4 separate regions of the Mus musculus genome follow, and regions 1, 2 and 4 are each linked to region 3. Evidence: chromatin contacts called from public Hi-C and Micro-C data. All regions are on one chromosome and are shown on one strand. The core of a region is the stretch at or near the end of the contact, and the rest is flanking DNA. Distances in the headings are between cores, read along the strand shown. Region 1 overlaps Bmpr1b (bone morphogenetic protein receptor, type 1B). Region 2 overlaps Bmpr1b (bone morphogenetic protein receptor, type 1B). Region 3 holds the start of Bmpr1b (bone morphogenetic protein receptor, type 1B). Region 4 overlaps Pdlim5 (PDZ and LIM domain 5).

Region 1 (6,349 bases), core at 2,542-5,041, 120 kb after region 3:
TACAACTGAGCCCAAAATATGTCAAAAGAGAAATCATTTTCCTCTTAGAGAATACTTTAGAAGAAACTTTGATAGCTCCTGGCAAAACAAAGGAATTTTGTGCAGTCTGAGACCCAGGGTGCCTGTGACTCCATATCTATGTCAGTTATGAAGAATCTCTCTTCCATGTACTGAAGGACACTTGAGCAGGGCTATTCAACTTTCTCTCTCTTTCTGTAGATTTATATATGAAGCAGCTATGGGCATATGAAACATCATGGATAGATGTCTGGGCTCCCTGCTTTACTTTGACAGTAGAATATTGGAGGGTTTTGCAGATTGTGTGTGTTTTCAGAAAACAATTAACATTGAAAATGAATAACCACTTTCTTATATTAAAAATACAGCAGCTGGAGAGAACTCATTTTGTCCCTACGTATACATTTTTATCATGTGATGAAGTTAGAAATACTATACACTGATTCCTGTCACATGGTGCTATTTATTAGGAATTTGGGAGCCACAAGGTCAAATAATATCTCTTATGTGCAGGGCTTCATTCATATTAAGACATAATAATTGGTTACCAATACTGTGATCACTGGTGCTGGAGAGGGGGAAGTACTAAGAAAGTATATGGTATTTAGTGATGGCATTAAGCTAATAACCATAAAGTCGAATTCCCAACACATAGATCAGAACATGAAGGGTGGACCACAAAGAGGAAATACTATTTTCTGAACATTTCTGAACATTTTTGTTTGAAATATTAATGACAGTAAAATGCAGTCAATTCTGTTTACAAAAGAGCGGACACATTTAATCACCAAGTCTCACTAAGCATCTCGGTTATAATGGTCATCTTTTGGATACGTTTCAGTTCATATTTAATATGATCGGGAATGATTGAACTTTATTAATCTTGATCTACTGTACACTGCTGAGTTTCAGTGGAGGAATGGTTAGGAGTAGCTTGAGATTCTTTTATTTTTCTTCTTCCCCATTTTCAATGCAAGTCTACAGACGACTGGATCTACTCTCTGTGTTTTTCAGTGTATGATTGAAGCTCCCTGAGCACGGGGATTGATCTTTTCACTTCAACGAGGTGTAGAATAATACATTCTTGGTACATGGTAGAAGTATAAATGCAGAAGTGTGTGTTGAAAGAATAAATAAATGCATAAAGGATCGACCTTGAGTAGTGTTGATTTCTCACGGTTTGTTGGTGTCTCTATAGCATTACCAGATCATCTCTTCTGGGAAATCAGCGAGCACATTAGAGAATAGGCGAGGCTACTACCTTTGTGTGTTTTCTTTGTGTGTTTTCTCTCCCCTCTACCCCCTAGAATGCCCTGGGACACAGTACTGTGGACTGATGGCTCTCTGAGTTTTAAGACTGGAGCTCACACTCACTTCCTTTGTAATATCTCAATGGTCGTTGGATTCCTTGTTGAATTTAGGACCCATCTGCATGTAGTAGAATGGATTGTCAGTACCTGCCTAAATGTCTGCTGCTTCTTTGTTCTTCCTGCTATTCTTTCTTTTCTTTTATTGTTTTTAGTCACTGTTTCATAATCTTGCAAACTGCCTCAAAAATCTTTATGAAAAACTTAAGAGGGTAAATCCCTTTCCTCCAAACGGGCTTGTCTTATCCAGCTCAACTGAAAACTCCTACAGCTATTGGTTTGACGCACATCTTAAGTGATTTTATGTTGTTGCTTAAGAGAAATAGATAACTTCACAGGAACATTGTTCGTCATGATTTGATTTTTTTTTTTTTTTGCTAATTTCCTAGAAATCTTGATCGTAACCTGTCACTTATATCTTATGGAAATATAGCCTGCATATCAAGGAAATGCAGACATCATAGATGCATATTCTCTATAGTAATCCTTTACATTTGTTAATCCCCTGTGCCTTGCACAATCCTCACACATCATGTATGATGACAATCTGACAGTGACAATGTGCTTGACTGCTTGACAGTGGCTGGGGTGCCGGGGAACTCCCAGAATGTCAGGCAGCACAGCTCATGGCTGTGGAGTTTCAGAGCAATTGTGCCAAGGGCGATGATTTCAAAACCATCCCCCCCCAATACCAATTAAGTAAACTTAATACTTTAAGAAGTGGGGAATAGCTGAGTGGTGATGACACAAGCATTTAATCCCAGCCCTCGGAAAGCAGAGGCAGACAGATCTCTGTGATTTCAACTCCAGCATGGTCTATAGAGTGAGTTCCAGGAGAGACAGGGCTTCCCAGAGAAACTGTGTCTCAAAAATAAAAAACAAGCAAATAAACAGAAACCAAATCAGCAGAGAACAATGTATATTAAATGGTAGTAGTGATTTAGATAAACAGATCTGGTCAGCTGTCTTTGCCAAAGTTATTATTGTAGGTCAATGTACTGTCTCTAGTTTGTAGAAAAAAAAAATCAACTGAAAGTTGGGCATTAAGAAATATTCTTTACCCCCGCCCCCTTTTTTACCCAAAATGGTATACACTGCAAAACCTTTCCTCTGGCAATAAATGTGGAGATGGTAATTCTGTTATCTTTTAAAGTGTATGAGATTTCGAAAAATACAATCATGTAAGAGGTTGGCTTTGAAATGACTTTAGCATCAACTTGCTTTATTCATGTACATAGTAAATGCCAGGGAAGTGGCACTTGCATTATTTCAGACTTTCACATGGATTTTTTTTTTCTCCTTAACATTCAATGAAGGGGGCAGGATGGAGGCTCAGTGGCTGTGCAAACAGGAGAACCCGAGTTCGAACCCTGGGACCCACCTAGGCATGGCAATAGGTGCTTGCAAACCTAGTGTTGGAGGGTGGAGGATCCTGGGAGCTTGCTGCACAGCCAGGCCACCCAAGTAGACGGCAAGCTTCTGGTTTCACAGTAATAAGATGGAGGCAGACACCCACCATCCTGCTCTGGCCATTCACTGTATGTGTGCAAGGGCTAGCATGCTCACATGTTCATATGTATGTATCATACACCACAGACTCAGACACAGACACACACACACAAGTCTATTATGGGTCATCGCTGAGAGAGAAGTTGAAGCAGTGTTGTATATGACATTCTACTCTAAGTTTAAAAAAGTTTATTTTTAATAGCTTTCAGCTTTAAAGGCTTTGGAATTTTTAGTTCATATTTTGGCAGAGACCATGTGAATTATTTCGGATAAATGATGTTAGAATGAATTTCTTCACTGAGTCACGCTCTGCTTGTGAATCACTTTATACACATGCTTCAAAGATGGTGACATTTTCTTTAGTCTAAGGTGATCATATCTGTCACCATAAATCCTCTTCGGAGAAAAATCCCGTAAAAAATGACTTTTTTATTCTTTATTAAATGGCTAATCATTTTTTTTTGTTTTCCATTTTACTGCTTTAGACAGATATAGAGTGCTTAGTTTTAATTGTATTTAGGATTCATAGACTTTCATTTACCGCTACTTCTGTGGTAAAGTAGAATGGGCTAATGTAGAATGCGCTACAATAGTTTCAAAAGAAGTTTTATAGTTAAGTTGTAGTCTCAATTTTGTGCTAACTGTCCACACTATTTTACACTTAATTAGCAAACTCCTCTTTCTGTTAGCTTGTTTTCTGAATGTACCTGCTTCTGAACAGTCAGATCCTATCCTTACGCATCTTTCTTTCCTTGACTTCCCTCTCTCTGCTTTTAGGTTACCCCAGAGGCAGTCACTGTGGTTAAGTTGGGGATTCTGCAATCCTCTGCCTAGCAGGTTCTGTGCTGAGGGCTCTCTTACAGAAAGTCCAGGAATCTTGCCCTAATGGCCATCTCTCCTTACTGTTCGCTGACTCATCTCTAGCAGGCTGAGCAGCCACATCTGTGTCTCTCTGAATGTGCCCCATCTTGGTTTTAAATGTGGTAATGTTCTATTTGCTGAGAGAATCATGATCTGCTTTACCATTTCAATAGATCTTAGTCTACGCTTTTGGTATTAATGACACATGCCGATTTGGCTTTGGAGGTCTGAATCATAAAGGAATCCTTAATAAAGATGAGGAAAACCATGCTGATGAGTCTCAAAGAAGTGGCTCACAGTTGAGGTTTGTTCCTGTCTAGGATTCTCAGTCTCTGTTCAGCCAAGATTTTTCTCTGCTGAATAGTGTTTGGATGGAATTCACATCCTTTCTAGTGACTCCACTTTTTCCTGGCTGAGAAAATCAAATAATTCCTTAGATTGATATTTTCTTCATGTAGCCGTTTTGATAAATCTATCCCTTTATGGTCAAGTCTGGTTGACTTAAGAGCCAAATGCCTTGTTAAAAAAAGCCTTGACAATACCCTTGAAGAACAAATTAAAATGAAGGCCTTTGTCTTGTTTGGTATTTGTTAAATAAAGCAGACTGTTCCAAATACTGATAAATTTTAGACCAAACATTTGTCTATGTCTTTAGGGGCAGAATTCATATAAACATTTATACTTCAGAGGCCACAAACCCATATAAGAGGATTTCATGATTCATGACCACACTCTTTTTAATAGTACTTATCTCTGGCCAGATAATTACTGTGTTTTACCGAGAAAAAATCTCATAGCCTGCATGGTTTCCTCAGTTGCCAAAGACTGTTCATTTTGTCTGCTGTAACCTGGTCAGTTGGGTGGTTTTACAGAGCAGCTCTTGGACTTTTTCATCTCTGCCAGACTTGTTTTGGTCCTCTCCACATGTACAGCTCAGACTGTTTCCCAGCTGTCAACCTTTGAGGACCACTTGGAGCAGTGCTTATACCTCAGCTGTTCATCATTGACGCTGGGGTGTGTAATCTGTCACACAGGGAGACTCGTCCTGAATGCACATGCCTGTGCCTCAGTGGACTGCATGAGGACTGGGATGTGGGAGCAGGCTGAGCTTGGCAATGCTGTTCAGTATCTTTTGGCATACACTTTTGGTGAACACACACTGACTATACCTACATCTAGTCTAAATTAGACATGACTCTTGAAGTGTACCATAAGCCAGCGGTTGTCATATGCACTCTACCTATCCTAAATGATAGGAAAGTCTCTCTGATGGTTTTTGACAGTGAATGGCATTGCATGGGGTGGTGGAAGGGAATTGCACTATGTTAACAGAAAATAAAATTACTTGTTTTTCATCCATGCACCTACTCAGGAGAGCACCAGTGGTGTGTCAGAAGTATTCAGGCCACTTACAGGGTGGTTGCTCGGTCTCTTCTGTTCCTTATCTCTCTTCCATTCCTTGTTTTCCTTGCATCTATTAACACATAAATCAGATAGCACCCTAGAACAGCTAGCTCAAAGTTTGGCTTACTTCTGTTTATACTGCGGCATCCATAGCTTATTGCATCATCCGTGAGTCATCACATTTGATATGCTGTCCACTTGGGAGGACTTAACCACTTGTCTCTCTTTATTCTTGGAACTCAGAGAAGAGCTTATGTTTTACCTACTAAGCTGGGTCACCTGTTTTATCCACATCACCCGTGCAGTGCTGCTTTCCGTCCAGTTATGCAACATAGGAATGCACATCTGAGCCCTTACCAGTTAAAAGGTAAACAGGCTTGCGGAACTGTCCTCTTGAAGAAGTGACAAAAATCTCAGCCCTGTACCAGGAAGCAAGGTGCCTTTTGTAAGAATTGCATTTTCTTCATTGAAGTCCTTTGCCAAAATCCGCTAGAATAAAGTTACCATTTCTCAGCATGTGAATGATATTTCACACTCCGTTTGAACTCCCCTACCAAGCCCTTTGCTGAGCGTTGGTGAGTCTGACCTGCTTTTGCTCAGCTGCTGGGCCTTTCTTCTCCTCCAGTGAGCTGACATCTAGCCTTCCCTCCTTTGTACGGCCCTCACCCCGGTGGTAGAACTCCTCAAGGTTTTCTTCAGATCATCCAGTTGCTTTCTCTGTAATGTTATCTTTACTATCACTACTCTCTTCCAGGGCCTCTGTGCCATCCACAAGTCACAGATCCCAACGTTTTCATCTTCAGCTCCTGTCTTGATTATAGGTAGTGATTCATTTCAAAAGCTTGGTCATGAGGAGAGGTGACGGATGGGTCCCTGCAGTTGAATGTAAGACTTTTCATCACTCTCCGGGGTGCCTCATTAATACATTCCTGTCCAGAATCTCTAAAAATACTATGAAAGCCCTGCATTCTTTTCTTTATCAGCTGAGCTCTGCTCATAGCTCTTATCTGATCTTTGTGACCTTACTCTGTATTACAGTCATATGACTTCAGTATGAACTTACCCAAAACATGGGGGCCTAAGACAGACACTCTTTACAGTTTCAGAGTCTGGAAGTATACAGTTCAGGCATCATCAGGGCCACCCTTCCTGTGAATACCCCAGGATAGATACCTTCTTGCCTTTCCTAT
Region 2 (7,147 bases), core at 2,454-4,953, 83 kb after region 3:
TTAGAGGGCAAATAAGACCTGTATGGAGAATACCTTCAACTTGTTCTTTTCTACTGAGAGATATTGTCATAATACACACGGGGAAAAGGCTTTAGTGTTTAGAGGTGGATAACTTTCAAATGTCCACTGGAAGGCAGTAGTTTGTGGGATTTTTTTTATCACTTTCAAATTTTATGGGCTTTCTCTGGATTAATTCAGAAGGAGGAATATTTAGCTGTATATTAAAATGAAGACAAGACTATAGTGTACAACTCTAATATGAACCTGTATTTCCTATGTAAGAGACTTCAGCAGACCCAGTTACTTTCAAGGTCAGGTGAACATGCCCAGGGCAGCTGCCTTGTCTTTCTTGTTTAGTAACATGCTAAGAAAATATACTGCATGGCGGGCTGTTGCAGGCTTGTTGGGGTAGTCCCAGAGTAGCATAATTGTCTTATTAAGCATGTGATTTTTTTCCTGATTTGTGTTAGGGGTTTTTAAACTCTTACCAAGGTTTTAAAAGAGTATGTTGAATGCATCCCATCTTCCCAATATCCTAACACTATCGATTCTCTGTCCTCTTTCAGAGGGTGGACATTTCCTTCTCTAAGGATAGGGTCATCAGAAAGGGCTACGAGCCTTCTGCACTGTAGAGGGATCTCTGCATTCCCATGGCTCCCCACTGCCTTCCTGTGTTCCGAGGCTGGATAAGGATACCCCTACCCAAATAATACTTATTTAGCTATATTCTTTCTCTCTTCTCTCCCTCTCCCTCCCTCCCTCCCTCCCTCCCCCCCCCTCTGTTCCCTTCAGAATTCCTCACCCCTCCCTTGTTTCTTGCTGAGGCCTTGAAAAAAAAAAAAAAAAAACCAAACAAACCCTGTTAACAAAACCGTTTCCTGGCCCAGTGTCAGCATCTTGACCTGTTCCAAGGTCTTCTGAAAAACCAAACCAAAACCCCATATCTTGTGTTCCTTACCACCCATTCATTGTTTATGTCACTACATACAGTCTGTGACTAGAAATACTTTTACCATGTAGTAGTGACAACCAGCTTGCCAGGTCTTTTGAACACTTAACTTAGATCCTGTATCTTTTCTGTACTCTGGAGGGTCCCCTTACTGAATACACAATGAATTCTAGTTAAATGAATGCCATTTTCTACTTCCATGTTATTATTATTTCTTTAAATTTCATGGTTAAATTGGCTCTTTACTCCTACATGTTTAAGTTATCTGAGGTTCAAGGGTCCTTGTTGCCAACCCAGCAGGATTGACTCATTTCTGGGTAGACATACACAGTTTACAAGCTTGACTTTAAAAGGCATCTATATAGCAGACTTCTCATTGGAAGTCCTAATGCTTATTAAAAGGCTTAGGTGGTTTTGTGTGCTTTCTACAACTCTCACTTGTTTGTATGCAATTTTAAAATTTTCATCAGTCTCATAAAGCTTGATCTTTTATACCCTAATACTTTTTAGTGATATCCATATCTATAACATCACATGGTACAAAGATATTTGATTAAAGTAGAAATCTCAGAATGAATGACTGGTTCTAAATCCTTCACTTTTTTATTCTTGCATCTAAGGCCTCAGTTTTATACTGCTTTAATTTTTATCTTACTTCACTCTCCTCACTTCTAAAGTTTTGGTTATCTTTTTAATTTTTCTTCCTCCTTATTTTATTTAACTTAGTAGAAGCTGTTTATAGCTTTACTAGGATAAATGTTTTTTTTTTGTTTTTTTGTTTTTTCCTGGAGCAAATTGAAAATACTAGTCTGAGAACCCTTGAGGGAATGTAGGTTCTTCAAACCTTCAAACCACAATCAATACAATAGTCAGTAAATGTTTCTGGTTTGCCTGATTATATTATTAAATATTAGGTTTATTTCCTTACTCAATAGAAAGGGGTACTGTTACAGTAGTTGGGTGTGGGGAAAAAAATGAGTGGAATCACACACCCTTAGCTGATATCAAGAAAAATCCTTTGCCTCCATTGTTGAAGGATGAGCAATGCTGTGGGATGAGCCACGTTAAGCAAAGAGATGGCAGAAGCCAGTGCTAGGCACAGAGATATGAGCACAGTGAAGGTGTCTTTGGCTCCTGGAACTAAGTGTTTGACTTGATGCGCATCTGTTTGACTCCCTGCTCATCACAGGTGCTTGGTGGGAGGATGATCTTATAAATGATGACATCGAGGATGATCTTATGAATGGCGTCATGGTGGGCAGTTCATCTCCATTCTCACCCTAGTGAATTATGAGAGAGGTTTATAGCTAGTGAGATTTTAGTCCTCTACACCAGCATGGTGGTGTTTGTCTCTGTAGACCCACCATTCAGAAGTGAGTCTTTGACATTCAGGACAAAGCAAAAGAAATCAAAGATTGCCTCTTAATCCCTAAGGTAATTTCTGCAACATACCCCCCTCCCCATGTAGTCTTTCTAACTTTTCATTATGTCTCAACACACTGGAAACATCAGTGACAACTTGCACTCACTTGCTAGATAATTTGAGGAGTTCATTTGCTCTTTAAGGTAGGTACAAGGTAAGTCTCTTAGTGTTTTAAACTCCTCATACCTTTGAATCATCCTTATACGTTATAAGAAAACGTTCTATGCTTATTTGTCCAACACTTTTTAAAAAAATATATTACTAAATGTCAAAAGAAAGATTATTGATGCTAGAATTAATTTCAGACCACACATTGAATTACTATTCTCTATTCTTTAGGTTCCTACTCAGACAGTATAGACTCTCAAATGTACATAGCCAATATGTTTATCTGAGCTTCTTTGTCTAAATGTGTCTATCTGAATGACATACATTGCCAACCTTCAGTTTCCCTGTGGACTTTAGGTTTTATTTATTTTTCTAAGTTTGGTGGAATTAGAAGTATGTGCCATTTCTTACACTCAAGCATTATGAGTTATAAGCTTGTGTATGTTATGCTTTTCATAGGAAGGTTTTAATTTGATACCTTCTCCAAGACCATGCAGACATTTAAGAATTATATCTTTGGATTACCCAAGATTGATGTGCCTGTAGCCTTTATCTTTTCTGTCGATGTGCAGCCCAACAGCTGTACGATATAGAAGTGCTGCTTTCTCCTCTGGGTGTGGCTAGTATATATGCACAGCATAACAAGCACCTTTTGGGTGGGTAAGTCAATGGTTCTTTCAAGGACTATTTAACAAGCTTTATGGAGCTGAAAATGTATGTAATCTATAGGTTTAAAAGCTTATATTAGGGAAGCAGTGAAGAAATGCAGGCTTTAAGGAAAATAAATCTATCTTAGTGTCTTAAGCTGCCTTTGAAACTCTGTTTTTATAAACGGTTGATCACTCTGACCCAAACTTTGCTTTTACACGTTTTTGGGGGGAGGGGTGACAATTCCTGTCACTCAGGCTGTAGCAGTGAGAATGTAGTGCTGTATTTGGTTTGGTTTGTGATATTTTCCTGCCCTCAACTTGCAGTGTGGCCTCACGGGGCAGCTTTGGCTCCCTCAGGCCATTGCCACAGCACGAGTAGGTCTTCACTTCTGTGCCTGTGAGGTGTCTTGTGGACGGATTGCTCCCTATGTTCCCTTCCTTTTCATTACAGGCCAAGAGCTTTTGAAACACTTCTGTAAAAAGAAGTGTATTTTTAGTGCTTATGGGGAGCACACTGTATTGATGATGCTTCTGTTGTGTGAGGGTGAGTCATTTCTGCTATCACATCAGATTTCCACTTCCCTGCAGCTTTCACATTAGTGTCTCAGGACAAAACAGTATTTATTCTCTGAGCTCTTTCCCTCCTTTCATGATACCTTGGGGGTGTTGAGGGTTAGGAGTGATAGACATGGGTTAGTATTCCCTCCTACCATTTGACTTTGTTTGAATGTGGCGGAGTCAGCCTAAAAGCTTGTTTACCACGAGACATTTTCCATTTATCTAAATGTGGTAGATGCCCAGGACACAGAGTTCTCCATTAGCGACACAAAGTGCCAATTGCCCAACACTGTTGAAAGTCTCACTATGGCTTCGAGCCTTGATTTAAAGCAAAAATGAAATGAAGAAAGTTAACAACAGTTGATGTTTGGGATTTTCCAATGTCTCCGAGGGGTTTGTGGGAAACTCTTGAGAACCATTTAGGAGGGCTGGTGTTGTTTGAGTAGCCTCAGGTGAGAAGCTGGACAATCTGTACCTGGGGGTGTCAAACAAGTTTTCTTTTTCTCCTTTTGGGTGAGAGGAATTCAGCCACCTGTCCCAGGCATTTCATCTTGGTTAATCCTTACAGTAAATATGTGTTAGGCATCGTCACGTTTTACAGAAGAGGAAGCCAAGGCTGAGATCAGTTCGGCTTCCTCAAGATCTCCCAGGCAGTAGATGTACCTACAATTGTACCCAGGAATTTCAGGGTTAAAGGACTTGGCTCTTCACTGCTTTGGGCTTTTGCTATGTGTAAAGGGCTGCGTGCTTGTGGCAAGACTGGATGGAGAGGATGCACAGCCTTCATACAGTGAGCTATTATTACTGTTGAGATGGTAAACATAGGTTCAGGAGCTTGGAACTGTTATTAACCCTTTCTGCTATTTTAGGCTTCCTTTTTATTATATATATAACTATATATATATTTATAATTCATAATATATATAATTACTTTTGTATTTTCAGGATTGTTAGTATTTTGTCAAAGTCATTTTTCTCGATTTACAAAATGCCCACATGTTATTTTTTCAAATCTTTACCCCGAGGGAAGAAAATCTATAATCTGCTCTCTCCTGTATGTCATTAATTTTTGTTTTGAAAAGAAAAAGAACTTGACCAGGATCTCTTTGCAGATATTGTAGACTCTAGAATTGAGTAATTATAATTTTATGTAAGAGCGTCGGGATTTTGGCATTCTGTTACTTTCTTACTTTACAAGGTTAATAAAACATCGACACACACACAGATGATAGTTTATTGCTTCAGTGAGGGTGTCAGATGGAGTTGAGAGTGATGAAGGATGCCTGTAATTTCAGCACTTGGGACACAGGCAGGAGGATGGGGGTTCCAGGCTCTTTGTGGTTACAGATAAAATTCTAGATTAGCCTAGGTGAGGTGAGGCTCTGCCTCTGACAGAAAAAGATATTCTGAATGGTCAACAATCATAGGCTTAGTTTGCTCCTATACATGCCAGTTATTTTGAGTGTTAGCATATCACTAAAATACTAAAAAAAAAAAAAAAAAAAAAAAAAAAAAAAAAAAAAAAAAAAACTGTATGTGTTGCTGACATACCCCAAAGCCTGTTTTTAGAATGCTTGGAAAAATTTTAATTTGCAAGAGGAAAATAAATGAACTCTTACTCATGTTGTAACACTTTTCTGTAATTTACCTCAATTTCTGAGGTGGTCTTCTGGCACTTTTTTTTTTTTTCAGTTAGGAAGAGATTTTAAGGACTCATGATCCCAAGTAATTTGTTTAATTGTCTTAAAGCTATCTTTATAATGATTTTAAGCTGTGGCTTTCTGTGAGCCAGTGCCCAGGGCTAGGTAATTGACATCCTGGCAGTGAGGTCTGTTTTCTTTTACCGGCTGGTGGCAGCCTCTGTGACCTCACAGGGTATTTTTTTTTAATACTTCAGCTTCTCATAGCTTTGTAGGTAAAAGCTTACAACAGGCTTGGGGTTCATAAGTGGTAATTTAAGTAAAAGAGAATGCAGGCCTTTGTAGACAGGGCTCTGAAATCCAAAAGATAGTTTAAAATAGTCTTAGAAAGCACAGAAATATTGTGCAAAGTGAGTTTTAAACTTAGGGACATTTTAAAAATTCCTATTAGAATAATTGAGAGTTAGTTACAGATATTGTTTTTGAAGTATTACACTTCAAATTCTGTCTTCATTTTAAAAGTATGTGTATTTGTTAGTGTTCATAGATGGGAAATTTGAATTTTTCCCTTATATTTTATAAATATCAACTTGGGGGGAGGGAATAGTTAAGAAAACATGCATCAATGAAAGATTACCCATCAGTCATATGAAAACCAGCTACTTCTACAGCGCCTCCCCTGAGCCTCAGATGTGCTCAGGCACATGTTGCTGAGATGCTTCAAAACAGGAAAATTCAGGTGGGTGTGGTTCAAATGCAGCATCAGTCTTGATGGGGTTTGAAAGGTAATCTCTCTCTCCTCTTAAGGATACAGATCATGAAGCTGTCTGTAGGGTGCCTCAGACCACATTGTCTGTGTCTGAGTTCTTTTCATACTGGTTCTGGTTTCCAGGAGCAGTGCTGAGTGATTGGATAGCAGGTACCCCAATTTGTTTTCTCACCCCTGCACTGTATGGTCTGCTCTTTGTGTGTTGAGCCATTTGGAGACTCTCCCTTCAGGACCGACTGACCACCATATGCCGTGAATCTCCATGTATTGTTGTAGTTTTCACGGGGGTAGTTCAATTCTCTATCAGCTGCAGGTTTGTTCTTGTAGGCAGTTGACTTTTTGGTTGGATTTTTACCCAGATGCTCCACCCATCTTTGTGTAACTCCTATCCATATGCCAAGGTTATATGTGCTCATGTTGCAACTTCTTGTGTGCATCTCATTACTTATGCCTTGTTAACTGTAAAAATATGTAAAAAGCCATTGACCAAAATTTACCATCATAGTAACTTTTTTGAATGTACCTCACTCTATCTTCACACTGCGGTGCAATGGCTCTGCATAATTTCTCTTCTTGCACATCTGAAACTGTACCTGTTATACCATTTCTTCCTACTCTACCTTTGACAATCACTTTGCAGCTTTCTGGCCTCATGAGTTTGATTATTTCAGCTACCTACTATTTATCTTTTGGGGATTGGCTTATTTCAACAGCATAATGTTCTGAAGGTCCCATGTGCTAGTGTGAAATAGGATTTCCTTCTTTTTTAAAGGCTGAATAATATTTCATTCTTTGTATATCATATTTCGTTTATTTGTGCATACTTCTGTGGATATTTGGATTGCTTCCACATCTTGACTATTTCAGATTGTATTGCTATAGTCAGGCAGTATATAAACATCTCTTCATGACGCTTCTTTACATTCTTGGACATTGTCTTTTTTTTTATTTCTGGGATAAATATTCAAAAGTAAGATTGCTAGACTGCCTGGTAGTTCTATTATTAACTTCTTGAGGAGCCACAGTCTTTATTTTTATACTATCTGTATT
Region 3 (6,396 bases), core at 3,479-5,978:
GTGAGTCAGGGAGAACATGGGGACGCTCCAAACTGGCAATCGCCAGAGAAGGAAAAAGTCATCAGGAACATGAGACACTAAAGAAACAGATGTAAGAATTACTTTTTATAAGTTTTGTTACAGAATTTTTTCCTAAGTCTCCACTTTTAGGAATTATGTAGGTGTACGGATCAGCATGGTCCAGGAAAAAAAAAAAGACCCAACAAACTTAGTTTTAGAAATTGAAAAAGATGCGAGGGCTGGGTGTGGTGGTAAATGCCTGAAAACCCAGGAGGTAGAGGTGGAAGATGCTGTGTTCCAACTCAGCCTGGGCAACCCAATCTCAGACTGAAAAACAGACTATGAGAGAAGGGGCCTTAAAGATAATGCTGCAGAAATGACATTTTATTCAAATGTAACTTTAAAGACAAGGAAATCACTTTTGTCTTTATATTTCATATTTTAAATAGTTAATGGTTTACTTCTATTTAAAGTGCAGAATTCTAGTTTCCTTTAAGCTAAACTAACTTGTCAAAGGAGTATATATTCCATGTTGGTTTTTAGTGTGTAATTGAGGTGGCTTTATATGAAATCAAATAAGATCAGAATAGCAAAGATTTTTGGAATATAACAGTCATTGGATGATGGTTTTATGTGTTTATTTTTTATAGTAATTTTATAGAAGTGGAGGAAAATATAGAATACAGACCAAAGAGAGAGCATGCTGGGTGAGAATTTCAAGATCATTACTGATATATTTGTCAGAGTGAATTACAATAATATACTAATTCAAATTAAATTCCATCAGATAAATAATAGCCATTCATACTTAACACTTGTCTTTTATACATTACATGTAAAATATGTCTAATTTAATTTAATGGAAGTTCCTCTTTAAAATATTTCATGCTACTTATTTTGGAGTACATACTAATAAAATATCATGAGGACTTGGAATTCTTTGAACTGCTTTTCTGCCCACTGGAGGAGTTCCCTGGACATAACTTATCAATACTTCTCACTCTGGACTCCTGTTTTTATCATGAAATCTGTTACAAAACATAAAAACAATATCCAATTTTGGGCTAAAACACCTATTTTTAGGAGACATAAAAGACTGCAAATAAAACATCAGAGAGGAGGAGAAGGAGGGGAGGGAGAGGGAGAGGGAGAGGGGAGAAGAACAGAGAGCGGTGTAAAGCAGCTAAAGGTTCCTCAGGAAGTCTGGCACACTCTCAAGCTGCACAGGCCACTGCCTGCATCCCCGACAACTCTCCTAAATGGCTAGCTGCTGAGAGCCCAGGGAAAGGCCATAACTGAATAACAGGGGAACTCGGTGTTCCTCTGTCCATTGTCAGATCAAGTCCATATGCTGTCTTAGTTCCACAGTCTTCAGCTTTTCTGTACAAGTCTGGTCACTGGATACTTGAAAAAAATGTCCCCACTGCTCCTGAAGCAGTCAGAACATTGATTGAGGCAGAGGTGCTGTAGCCAGACTGTCTGCTCGAGCACTGCCCCTGTTGTCAACTGTCTGGCCTGGGCCATGGTATCAAGCTTCTCCTAGCTTTTTTTCCCCTTCATTTGTAAAACGGAACTAAAACCATGCTCCCTTGCCTTGAGGTTTCAGTTGGCTGCTGGATCTGATCTTCTTAGTGGCTGCAACGAGCTGTAAACATTGCTTCTATACATTGCATAGTCACATGCTCCTGTATGAAGGAGCAGGTCCTTAATTTAACTGTAGTCCTTAACTAGAGTTGTGAGGTTGCGCCTTTATATTGTATGCATGAAGACAATCTACAATAACACTCTGCTAGACTACACCAGAACAACTGAGGAGCTAGGAAAAAAAAAAAAGGCTTCTTCTTTCTGTTGAAATAGTTCCTTCACCTGGTTCCTGAAGCAAAACTTAACCTTTCATTCCATGGCTAGCGATAAAATAGTTCCAAAGCACGGGGTGGAAAAGGTGGTTTTGAGCATCCTGTTCTTGCAGGGGACCTGAGCTGGACTCCCAGAATCCTCTTTAGGCAGCCTGTAACTCAAGAGAATCTGGTGGCCTCCACAGGTACTGGCACTTGTGTGCATATGTCCACACACAGACACACAGGAATACTGATAAGACAGATCTGGAAAAGGCATCTGCTTTAGGATGTGACTAACATGGTATGTCTTGAGTTTATGATAAAATTTAATAGTGTGAGGCATTTATAATCTGGAAATGAGGAGACAGAGGAGGGAAAGTTGAGGGACAAGAGGAAGTAGAGCGTATAGAAGTACATGCCATCCCACCTTAGGCCCATTCAGTTTCCCTGTATGGGATTTCTTAGAAATAGTCAAATCTAGTGTGCCTGGGCAAATGTCTTCCTTAGTGGGAAACACATGTGACAATAGCTGGACAGCCTTTGTCAATGTATGGCGATGCCTTGCTGCCTTTGTTTTTAACTGGAAGGCAAGACAAAATCTTGACTTAGCTGGAATTTGTCATGTAGTCAGATGAAGACCCTGACATCTCAAGTGCTCTTTATTGTTTTTGAGAGTACCTTGTAGGGTCACCACTCCTTGTCAGAAGCACCCTTCAACGTTACTGGTTATAGTCCCGCTTCAGGGACTATACCATGGATACACGATGGGGCAGGCAGACTCCCCCGGCGACACTGTTCATTTCAGGATAAATATACCCACCATTTACCAACTCATTAATAAACACCAGGAACCTCACTTGCTCCTAAGAGGGACCTGTGGGTCTCTTATATTTACAGGTGAAAAGATTTTATTTAACGCCCAGATCTTTTTCTTTATACAACTCTTTTGATCAATTGCGCCTGTATGTTTCTCCCTCTCTAGGTACCTTTAAATAGTCGTCTGAAAAATCCTCTGTCACCTTATGGTTTAACAATCCTCCCATTCTGCATCTTCATCTAAAGAGAGAAATCCTATCTCATTAGCCTAGCCAAGGTTGTCCCTGTTCCTCGCGCGCACACACACCACACGTGTTTATGCCACACCCTGAGAGTCTGCACTTAGAGCTGTGTGTTCATTCACTAAACGGCATCTTTCTTATTGTCTATGTCTACAATAGCTTATCTTTCTGTATTAGGAGTTTAAAGAAGGACAGATGCCATTAAATGTCAAATACCGGTGCCTGGCTTGCAATGGTTATTTGGTGCTGATTACTGTATGGCTAGCTTTGTGAACACTCTGTTGCTGCAGAGTGCCATATCCTAAGATCCTCCTTAAATATGGTTTATAGAGCCCTCTCATCCTTTTCTTCTACCCAGAGATTTTTTTTTTTAAAAGACTCTGTGCCCCTCTCCCCCATGACCTACAGAGGGTTTCAAGTACCTTTCTCTGTAACATCCAATTTATTTAAATTCAGTTTATAAGAACCTCTAAGGGAGAATCTTACACTTCTGTCTAGTAAATGTTATTAGTAATTCCTACATCACAGGGGTAGATCTATTCAAGTTTCTTTCCTATTTAAAACTAATGTCAGGAGACGAAAATGACAGAAAGTCTGATTGGGGGACAGATAGAAGGCAAGTTCACTGGTCACATACTTATAGTTAGGAAAGAAGAGAAAGACGATGCAGAAGGGGAGGGGGTGGGGTTATCTCTGACTCACAGAGTGAAGGCAACAGGTTGGATTCCACCTTTGCAGTTCTTTCAGCTCTAAGTCCTGACACCTGGGGTCAGCAAGGGCCCAATAAAGAGACACCAACAAGCAATTTACCTACTTAGAAAACTTCTAGACAACGTCTTACAGTCTGGCTTCAGGGACTATAACATGGATACACGATGGGGCAGGCAGACTCCCTTGGCGACACTGTCATTTCAGGATAAATATACCCACCATTTACCAACTCATTAATAAACACCAGGGACCCCACTTGCTCCTAAGAGGGACCTGTAGGTCTCTTATATTTACAGGTGAAAATATTTTATTTAACGTCTGATTCAGCTGGAACAATTTCAGAAGAAAGGGGATGAAATAAAATGGTAGGAATGAAATAGATCATAATGAGAAACTCATAAGAAATTCACTTCCGAGTGGCACAAAATAAAACTTAAGTCACACTTCTAACGAGGACAAACGGGGCTGCTCAACATGCTTGGAATTTAAAAAAAAGTGAGGAAATGAATTATGGTGGAAACTGGGCATCAGGCATTAGGAAGAAAAGATATTTGGAATTCATGAGATACCGCCCTGGGAAACAGTTGGCAAAATGGCTGAGTTGAAAGAGGTTAGCTATGCTCCCCAAATCTCCGGAGAAGCCGAATCACCTTACTTTATATTCATTTCTCCAAGAGTCGAAACACTTACAGACTTAGCCAGGAGACCACAGAGTAAAGATGTCAAATGCTTTCTCAAGCCAAACTGTAAAATTTCATCGAACACAAGTGGAATTTTTTGCGTTGCCTTTCATTGTTTACAATTTCAAAATATCTGTATTAAGGAAAAATTTCATTTTCCTAGGAAGCCTCACTCCATGCCTCAAGATTTCTAACCCCTCACCCGAGACTGTGGATCTAATTTGATGTGCACTCCCCTCCCCTTTTTTATGAGGTGTGTGACCAACGTTTCCATAACTTCTCCAAAGTGTCGCTGGCCCCGGAGAAGTTGAAGTTCACCGCGCTCTGCCATTTGGAGTCGGTCCCAGCTCGCACCATTCCGCGCTGCCTCCTCGCGCTTTTGTTTCTGGAAGCTGAAGGGGGCGTGTGGCAAGGCTTTTGGACCAGCCAGGGACGTTTGTCCGGCTGCAGCGCCAGGGATGCTCTGAGGACGGCTCTGGAGGTGGCTGGGACCGCTCCAGGCGCCGGGCCGCGTAATCCCTGCGCTAAGTGCTTGGCTCGCAGTCTGCAGTCACTAGTGGGAGCTGGAGAGGGCGAGTGAGAAAAATTCCAGCGGCGGCGGAGCGGGAGGAGGGACAGGAGCTACGGCGGCGGCGGCAGAGGCAGCGGCGGCGGCAGAAGTTGCCGGCGTGGTGCTCGTAGTGAGGGCGCGGAGGACCCGGGACCTGGGAAGCGGCGGCGGGTAAGGGGCGCTGGGAAGGGGCCTGGGAGTTCGGATCGGGGGTCTCCAGGGTAGCCCGCGCTTTGTGCGGCGATCGGGGTGGGACACGTGCTCCTCGGGGAGCGGGACACCCGGACAGCGGGGCGCTCCCGGGCCACGAGCGCTTGGGGGGACGCCAAGGGGCACCGAGCTCGGGACCAGCCACCTGCCTCGCCTGCTCCTCGGACCCGCTGGGAGAGCCAAGGCGCTCATGGGACAACCACACTCTTCGGTCCTCTCGCGCTCTCCCCTGCCCCTTAGTCACTCCATCCTCTCAGCCCTCTCCTCTTCCGAGTCTTTCCAACGTGATCCCATACTTAGTAGCTGACTTTCCCCACCTCTTGTCCTTTCCTCCTGTCCCTCTACACTATTCCCATCGGTTCTCTGCAGGGTGAGGTTTTTCTGACATTGGAGAAAGACCCTCCGGAAGTTGTGCAGGGCGGCAGGTATCTAGTTTCTCTGAGCCTCTCCAAGGAGGCTGAGTGCTCTGTGTTCTGAATGGGGACCTTGTGGCTTCTTTGAGTTATTAGGGACTGCTCTTTTCTTAGTCACCTTCCCCCAAGGTGAGGTCAGTTACTGTGAGGGGCCACAAAGGTGCCAGTGAAACAGAACAGAAGAAGGCAGCTGAGTAACAGAAGGTCCCAGACATATCCGCAGTGAAGCGGAACCACCTGAGAGAAGGCTCCTGGATTCTGGAAAAACAAAAGGCTCCATGAGTCCTCACGATGGAGTTCAGCTGAAGAACATTTGAAAAATAATATGAAAAAGCCCTCGGTGTGAGAGCCTCTTGCTGTCCTCACTGAGACTAAGTCTTTGCTTTTCATATGCATATTTTTGGGGCTCTTGGTCACAACTTCTCTAATTATTGTTTTGAGGGAAGTTAAGAGAAATGGTCTATGTCAACGGGGCACTTATGTTTTAAGAAAAAGTGATTTCAACTTTGTACTTTTATACCTCTTTACATTCTGCCGATCAAGGAGAATTATGTCTAACTGCAAAGAAAATAGGAAAGGATTTGTCAGTAATTTAAAAAATATGAGACATTCCAGGGATCAATAATTTCTTTGGAGCATTCTCATTACGAGGATGTTGTCGAGGATATTACATGTTAGTGAAATATGTTAGCTGTGACACACTTGGATCATTGTGTGGCAAAAAAAAAAAAAATTACGTGCGCGCTGCAAGCAAATCATATCGGCAATGGCTTTTTATGGAAAAGTTAGCTTGAAGTTAATTACTGCCATTCTCAGCTTTCTTTATTCCTGCATAGTGTACCTTTGTTTTGAGCAAAATATGGCCCAGGGCTACAAGACTGGGTCCAGTGTGTTATTTGTCCAATCTGAATTACCATTTAGAAAACCACCTTTTCC
Region 4 (6,967 bases), core at 1,688-4,187, 83 kb before region 3:
CGACTCACCATTATCAGAATTGTTTAGATTGTAAATAATAGTACAGGAGTTTAGTTCAGATCCATCTAACTCCATTTGCTTCGTATCTGTAACCACCACTATGTAGGAGAATGCTTACAATTATTAAAATGACAAAAGGAATATAGAACTATAAAATAAAAATCAAAGGAAGCTAAGCAAGATAATAATAAAGCCAGCTGTTTGGTAAATATGATTGATATTGCCTGAAAGAGTTATATTGATATTATTGGGAAAACTCTAAAGTGGCTTCAGAGTAACTCCATGAAAGCCTTTCCTAGGAAGACTTTAGCTGAGCAAACTGGCTCTTAGATTCTTACGAACAAACTCACAAAGCTGGTGGGAGTGCTGGGACTAGAATCCATGTCTGTGTGGTTATGAACTACACTTATTAATTAATTCATTAAATGTTTACTTAGCCACTGTTTTCTTTTTTTTTTAAATTTTATTGAGAGTGGGCAAACTCTTAAGAACTCCTTGCTTTACTCACATTAGAGACTCAGGGTCTGACGCTAAAGATGGATAAAGTCCATGGGCCTTTTTAGAAATGTCAGAATGGAAACCCTTGCTTCTAGTGAATGAAACCGTTTACTTCATACAATGAACCCCGATAAAAAGTAAGAATAAAAGAAAACAAATGAATGTTTAAAATATGAATGCAACTATAAGATTTTAGAAATGTGACATTGGGGTGTTGTTTTCTTTTTCTGAAAACATAATAGTAAATAGCTCTTATGAAAAGATCTCTTTACGAAAAGACCAAAAGGGAACATGGCCAAAGTTAACAGTTAAGATTCCTGAATCAGTTGACTCAGTGTAATGAATGCTCAGTTTCTTTTGTACAGCATTCTGAGCTTTCTAAGTGATTACACATGTATGCTGTAAATAGATAAACATACAATTAAATATCTTTATTGAGTCGGGAGAAAAATAGCTTAAACAAGTGTGGCTTACTCTAACAGTTATGGCAGTATATTTTGTTCATTCACTGAAATATACTATTAGTGTGTGTCAGAGTATTTACACATCGTCTTCAGCACTTGGTCAAACAGATCGGGTCGACGCTCTGGCTTAGCCTTGTGTAGAAGTGAGTGTCCATAGGATGCATTCTCTGAAGGTTCTGCGTAGCTGGCTCTGCTCCATCGAATTGCATTCTCTCTCTCTCTCCGCTGTGAGATGAAATAGCCATTAAAGAACATTGTAGAACATTGTTACTGGAGGTACATTTTATAATTGCAAGATGTTTACTCCACCAAGATAGTGTAACAGTTACATGAGTTATTCAGCCATCCATAGGTCCAGCTGTACCATCGGGGCTTTGGAAGATTCTAGCTTTGTAGTTTGTCATCTACATGATCTTGGCAGAGTTGGCAGATTCTAATGTTTTCTTCCTCTGTGTGATGGAGTTCATTTCTGTTGCTGAGACTGCTATGAGGATTAAATAAGGGGAAAAAGCAATAAGCACCTGTATTTAAGCTATTGCTCCCTGTTAGGTTGTGCCCCTTTGAAGACAGCAGTTTCTTTCCCCTTTCTGTCTATAAGTTTTTCTTTTTTTCTAAACTCAGCTTATTTCCTTCTTTGGAGGTCAGGGGTGGCGTTGGGCAGAAACTAGGCAGAATTAAAAGTTGTATGAAGTAGTCTTTCGTCTCAACTAGTCAGGTGCCTTAACTCTTCCATTCCTTTCTTTTGCCAGTCAACCTGCATTTCATAAGGGCTGAGGGTGGGTGCTATAAGCGGAATGAATATTTACTTCCACCGTGCAGTTATCCAAGCTTGTCTTTCCAGGTCACAGGTGGAAACCCAGTGCCACCTTCAGTGTTAATCTGCTGTTAATGAATTTGTTAATAATTTAACTTTACTGACACACAGAAGAAAGTATGCTTCCTTCTACCTGGGAGGCTGCTCTTTAATCTAGACATAACCTCAGGGGCATTGGGGAAGAGTTCTTCCACTGCAACACAGAGGAGCCAGTTAGGCGGGCGTGTTCCCTCTCGTGCGCTTTAGAGCAAGGAGCTCTGACAAGAGCAATACTCATTTTCTCCTCCTGTTTTAAAGGTACAGAGTCAAGTTCTTTACTGTCCTGGATTTCCTTTACTGTTCATGTTTGAAAAATAAAAGAAACAAATATTTTGAAGTAGTTCTCTTAATAGACTAGACTACATTTTTAATTGTTAATGAAAATCTTTGTGTCTAAAAGTTTTTTTTTTTAATGGCTTTTTAAGAATCTATACAATGTGGTGCTGAAGAGATGCTTCAGTGGATAAAACCCTTGCCACAAAAGCATGAAGGCCTAAGTTCAGATTCCCAGAACCAAGTGAAAGCTCAGGATCCCCATGATAAGCTAACTAGCTGGACTGGCTGGTAGAGGCTTGCTGAGAACTCAGCAGGAGGGCCTGCCTCAATAAATAAAGTGGAGAGTGATCAAGGAAGATAGCAATATCAGCTTTGTGCTTTGCACATGTATGCATAAGTGTGCAGTTACCACATAGAGCTGCATCAAAACACACACGCACATACACACACATACACACAAAGGAAACTGGCAATGTTAGCCTTCTAAATTACAAAGAGGACACAGAAGTAAAATCATGGGTAAGGCCACTCAGAATGAAGCTAGTGTAGAAACATGACCCACAGCGGCCTGTAAGTAGCCTCCCCTTTCGGGTTATGGGTTGTTTGTTTGTTTGTTTTTTGTTTGGTTTGGCAATCTACTGTTCATTGTGATAAATAATAGGGGAGTCTAAACTGTGCTTGCTGCAGAAATGTGGTGGGATTGTTTTTAAGTATCCCATGTGAGCCTGACCCTGTGTGCTCTAAGACCATCATAAACTTCCAGAAGGATGCATGTCATGAGGCTGTTTCCTATAGTGACTGTCGATACTGGCTGATGTATCACACCAAACATGACTCACAGAAGGAAGGACTCTCTGAGGGTTAGGTCTGGTCCAGTGCTGTGATTCATAGAGCCCAATTCTTTAGTGGTCTGAATTAACCCTAAGACATACTTAAGAACATCTAGGAAACAGAGTGTCCCAGGTATTAGATGTCTGCCACCCTCCCCTCCCAGAGGAACTCATCAGCTATTTGGGATTAGGGTTATGCTCCAGGGGCCTTCAGTTTTAATCCAAGCCTGCACAGCACTCACATTTGAGCAGAGTGCAGTCTGCAGCTGAACTGACTTGTTTTGAAAGCTGAATAACCTCTAAGGACCCTGGCCTCAAGGCCGTTCAGTTTGTGGGATGTTTCCTAATGAAGAACTCAACCTAGCGTTGCAACAATGTTGGAATGTGTCCTAGAGGCCATATAGAATGTAATGTAAACCCCAAGGTCCTATTGTACTCCACAGTATAATTTTTATGACTTGTACATTCAGATACCTAGCTAGTGGAAAAGCTTAGAACACTTAGGATATTTTGTTCAGCTTTGAGAATGTAGCTTCTTGATGTATCTTTGTTAAAGTACTTGCCAAATATATACTGAGAAAAATTAATGAAATAACTTGTGTAGTGAGACTGTTTATAAAGCAGTTATAAATGGGGTGGGGGATAGCTTACTAGAGGTAATAGATATATTTACAGTAGGTGACACAATGCCACCATTTCTTTTTCTTTTAGAAAGAGTTAATCAATGCCTTCCTTGTTAGTCATGGCAAAACTATTCATGAACTACAACCCTGCCTGCCCTTAAGCTTTAGTAATAATACACTACTTACATCTAATATAGCAAAGTCACATGAACAAAAATACCATCAAACTCTTAATAAACAGGTTAAGAAAAAGTAAAACTAAAAAATACTCCACATGCTTCACAGAAAAAAGTTTCATTTCCATCAGGGTTTTCTGCTGCCTGACTTTCGCAGAACTGAGAGCTAAATCTGAGTAATGCTAGTGTTTTTGTTAAGAAGCTTAGTGTGTGGATTTGGATATGGTGGCACCAGACTGTTGTTTGTGGGGAGCAGTTACCAAAACAAACAGAGAGAGTTTTTTCTTTGTGTGTGTGTGTGTGTGTGTGTGTGTGTGTGTGTGTGTGTTGTATAGAGTGCGCGTGAGTACATGAGTGCATGTACCCATGAGTGCGTATGCAGAGGCCAGAGAAAGGCACTGCATGCGCTAAACCAATCTCTGCTTTATTGCCTTGAGACCCGATCTCTCATTGGACCAGAAGCTCCTGTCTCTGACATGCCGTGGTGCTCTGAGGTTCCCTCTTTGCAGCCCTAGATGTGGTGTCACGGGCACATGCAGCCATGCCCTGTGAGATCGCTATTAAATAGCAGATTTGTGTTGTCACAGGTTAGAAGCTGTTCTGCATGATGCTTTTCCCCATGACGTACTGTTGGGAGTTGGCCTAGAAGTCCAGTGCTACATGATTGCCAATAATTGTCTATGGTCATTCTGTGATGCCAGTTTGCAGTAGTCAAATTGAAAGCAGAGTCTCAGTTGACTAGAACACTGGGAAATAGAAGCATCAGCCCCTAGCTCAGTCAGTAATTTTTTGATGTTTGCCGTATCTTTTAAATACTCTGTGGCCTTGCCACTCCATCTGTTGAACTGAGTTATAATAATTGCCCTGGTGTATCTCACAAGAATGTTGTATGAACAAATTAGATAAGTGTAAAAGTGCCTTGGAGGTAAAGCCATTCGATGAATGTGATGTAGCTACCAAAAAGTGTGTTACAGAGGCTAGTCTGCTTCATCTCCAAAGGCTTCTAACTAGATAAGGCTTCAAAATGGGTTCCTCTTAAGTAAACAAAACATGCCTTATCATTTCATGACTGTAGTACTTAGGGGGAAAGATCTCTATACAAACATTTGTTACCTTGATAAAAAAATATACACATTAAAATCAGTCATAGCTGCGCATGGTGACATTTATACCTATAATCCCAAGCATTTGGTAGACTGAGGCAGGAGGATAATGAATTTGAAGCTACCTAGGGCAATTAATTAATTTTCAGGCCAGCTTAGGATACAAAATAAGCTCTTGTCACCTATCCCGCCCCCAAAATCTGTCCCATTTAGAGAAGGGGAAGGAGAGATTGGTAGACATTAGGTATAAATCTTGAATTATGCAAGCTAAAAATGATTTCTATAGAACAGCATGCGTGTATAGTAGCATTGGCATGCATAGTTGAATACAGTTTGAGGGTAGATCTCATGTTAAATGTTCTTAATGCAATGAATTTTAAATTAGTCATATTGGAATGAAATAAAACCCTTCCAACTGGCATCAAACAACTGATAATGAACAGCTCAGTTTCTGTGGTCAATTAGAAGGTGAATTTGAAATATTTAATAAAGTTGTGAAATAAGTATATTGCATCGTATGTAAGGAGGAAAGACTGACTCTTCTCAGGAAATCATTATTTTTAAGGATCTAACATTGCCAAATTGAAATTTTTATTTCCATTTTCCTTGTGTCTTATAACGTGTTGTTGTGATGGCCTCTTCTTTATCCCAGTCAGCATTTTCCTGTGAGTCATAGTGACACAGACAGTGAGAAGGACTCACTGCAACTCAGTCAGACAGGCCCTGAGTGCCACCACATTCAGTCCTATGCAGTCAACAGTACCACCACATTAGGTCCTAAGAAGGAAATGGAGCAGACAGCTAACTAGACATGTGTGAAAGGGTTCCTCCCAGGGCAACACCAGAAGCTTTCATACGCCAGTCAAACTGGTCTCTTTCTTTTTGGCAGGGGACCTTTTCTTGTGGCTCTGGGGAAGTCCTGGCATCCAGAAGAATTTAACTGTGCTCATTGCAAAAACACAATGGCCTACATAGGCTTTGTAGAGGAGAAGGGAGCACTGTACTGTGAGCTATGCTATGAGAAGTTCTTTGCTCCTGAATGTGGCCGGTGCCAAAGGAAGATCCTTGGAGTGAGTATTTAAAACTACTTCTTTCTTTTTAGTACCTCTTAAAGCCATGTAGATCTTGTAATAAAACCTTTTCATTATTTTTACTTTTTTCTTCTTGCTTTATCAGCCCTCTTTGTTTCCATTAGTAGTGTTTATTATTGAAAAAACTAAACAAAACTAAACAGACCTCTAACGAAATATATCAGACTCATGGGGTTAGTTGTCTTTGGTTTTGTCTTACTGAGTGCTGGCTTGTCTGCTGAAAGTCTACCTCTATGGGAAAAATAATTGACTGTGGGTGTGCTACCTCAGCAGGACCATGTTTGCTCAGGAATAAAGAGGTCACTCAGGACCACACACATGAGCTCTCAGAACCAACACCTTTGCTGGCTTAAATTAAATTCCATAGTTTTTATAAGAGTAGCTTTCCCTACTTGTCAGAGTTCAAGCACAGGCCACTGATCTCATGAAATATACAAAATATGTTAAATGTGAACCTTATAATATTTTTATTTGAATGAATATAATGTTTAAAGTGTGACTTCAGTTATAGAAGTGAAAATGTGATAGGAAAAGCATTTCATGCTGTACTTTCCTTGGTAAAAGAACTTAATAAATAATGATGTATAAATGTATGTAATTAATGTATGTAATAAATAAATAATGATAAATAATGTATACAGTATTGCTTCCTTAATGCAATGGAGTTGAGATTTGTTTTAGTTTTTAAATACGTCCCCCTCCTCCATGGCATTTTCAAGATAATACCATGCATATTTTTTGAGTTAATGCATCCTGCATGTAACATCCAGTTATCAATGACATCGTAAGAGTCAGGCACCTACTGTAGGTAGTAGTGGGAATTTGATTTTTACAAGAAACCAATGTTCTTGGCTTTAATTCTACCTACTCCTCTTAATATGGAGTATAATAATGAAACTCTAGAAAAATGTGATTTACTGAGGACATGCTTAAGTAGGTCTGAAACTTTAAAGATAGCTTCACTTGTAAGACTGACCTATTTCTATGGTATCATTTTATACTCTGTTGGTCATAAAGTAGTATAGTGGCTAGCTGTTTCTTCATAAATGCTTA

What was found. A called contact is a pair of places that touch in the nucleus more often than the background predicts.
Region 1: a contact with region 3 is called in a Hi-C map of adipose-derived mesenchymal stem cells, with 3 times the contacts expected there. The contact joins the enhancer-like site here to the promoter of Bmpr1b in region 3. A contact is called at or near these places in 7 of 39 promoter capture datasets (cranial neural crest, embryonic stem cells, epiblast stem cells and 4 more), 1 of 15 datasets of contacts at CTCF or cohesin (the NIH/3T3 cell line), 13 of 484 Hi-C or Micro-C datasets (adipose-derived mesenchymal stem cells, cerebral cortex, cumulus cells and 8 more), 5 of 115 datasets of contacts at active chromatin or transcription factors (craniofacial prominence, embryonic stem cells, fibro-adipogenic progenitors and 2 more) and 2 of 9 other capture datasets (embryonic stem cells and pancreatic islet).
Region 2: a Micro-C map of granulosa cells shows a contact between it and region 3, with 2.2 times the contacts expected there. The contact joins the enhancer-like site here to the promoter of Bmpr1b in region 3. A contact is called at or near these places in 5 of 39 promoter capture datasets (cranial neural crest, embryonic stem cells, frontonasal cranial neural crest and 2 more), 3 of 484 Hi-C or Micro-C datasets (granulosa cells, nephron progenitors and uterus), 3 of 115 datasets of contacts at active chromatin or transcription factors (embryonic forebrain, neural progenitor cells and neural tube) and 2 of 9 other capture datasets (embryonic stem cells and pancreatic islet).
Region 4: a Micro-C map of granulosa cells shows a contact between it and region 3, with 2.2 times the contacts expected there. The contact joins the enhancer-like site here to the promoter of Bmpr1b in region 3. A contact is called at or near these places in 4 of 39 promoter capture datasets (cranial neural crest, frontonasal cranial neural crest, maxillary cranial neural crest and 1 more), 7 of 484 Hi-C or Micro-C datasets (adipose-derived mesenchymal stem cells, cortical neurons, cumulus cells and 2 more), 4 of 115 datasets of contacts at active chromatin or transcription factors (astrocytes, craniofacial prominence, embryonic forebrain and 1 more) and 3 of 9 other capture datasets (adipose tissue, liver and pancreatic islet).

Annotation. Positions count from the first base shown.
Region 1 is chr3:142,048,248-142,054,596 of GRCm38.p6, reverse strand. All of the region lies in intron 1 of Bmpr1b (bone morphogenetic protein receptor, type 1B), which reads left to right. Among named protein-coding and RNA genes, the nearest start is that of Bmpr1b, 120 kb to the left of the region's middle. Within about 2 kb of position 3,791, at least 20 of the 459 cell types and tissues checked have an H3K27ac peak or open chromatin away from gene starts, as enhancers often do. A contact at or near this core is called in adipose-derived mesenchymal stem cells, embryonic fibroblasts, granulosa cells and 2 more, where this site is marked.
Region 2 is chr3:142,082,662-142,089,808 of GRCm38.p6, reverse strand. All of the region lies in intron 1 of Bmpr1b (bone morphogenetic protein receptor, type 1B), which reads left to right. Among named protein-coding and RNA genes, the nearest start is that of Bmpr1b, 83 kb to the left of the region's middle. Within about 2 kb of position 3,703, at least 6 of the 459 cell types and tissues checked have an H3K27ac peak or open chromatin away from gene starts, as enhancers often do. A contact at or near this core is called in granulosa cells, where this site is marked.
Region 3 is chr3:142,167,757-142,174,152 of GRCm38.p6, reverse strand. It overlaps Bmpr1b (bone morphogenetic protein receptor, type 1B), which reads left to right and starts at 4,728. Exons shown (of 12, transcript NM_001277217.2): 1 at 4,728-5,008.
Region 4 is chr3:142,248,256-142,255,222 of GRCm38.p6, reverse strand. Pdlim5 (PDZ and LIM domain 5) reads left to right here. Exons shown (of 13, transcript NM_019808.3): 10 at 5,713-5,893. Among named protein-coding and RNA genes, the nearest start is that of Bmpr1b, 82 kb to the right of the region's middle. Within about 2 kb of position 2,937, at least 34 of the 459 cell types and tissues checked have an H3K27ac peak or open chromatin away from gene starts, as enhancers often do. A contact at or near this core is called in adipose-derived mesenchymal stem cells and granulosa cells, where this site is marked.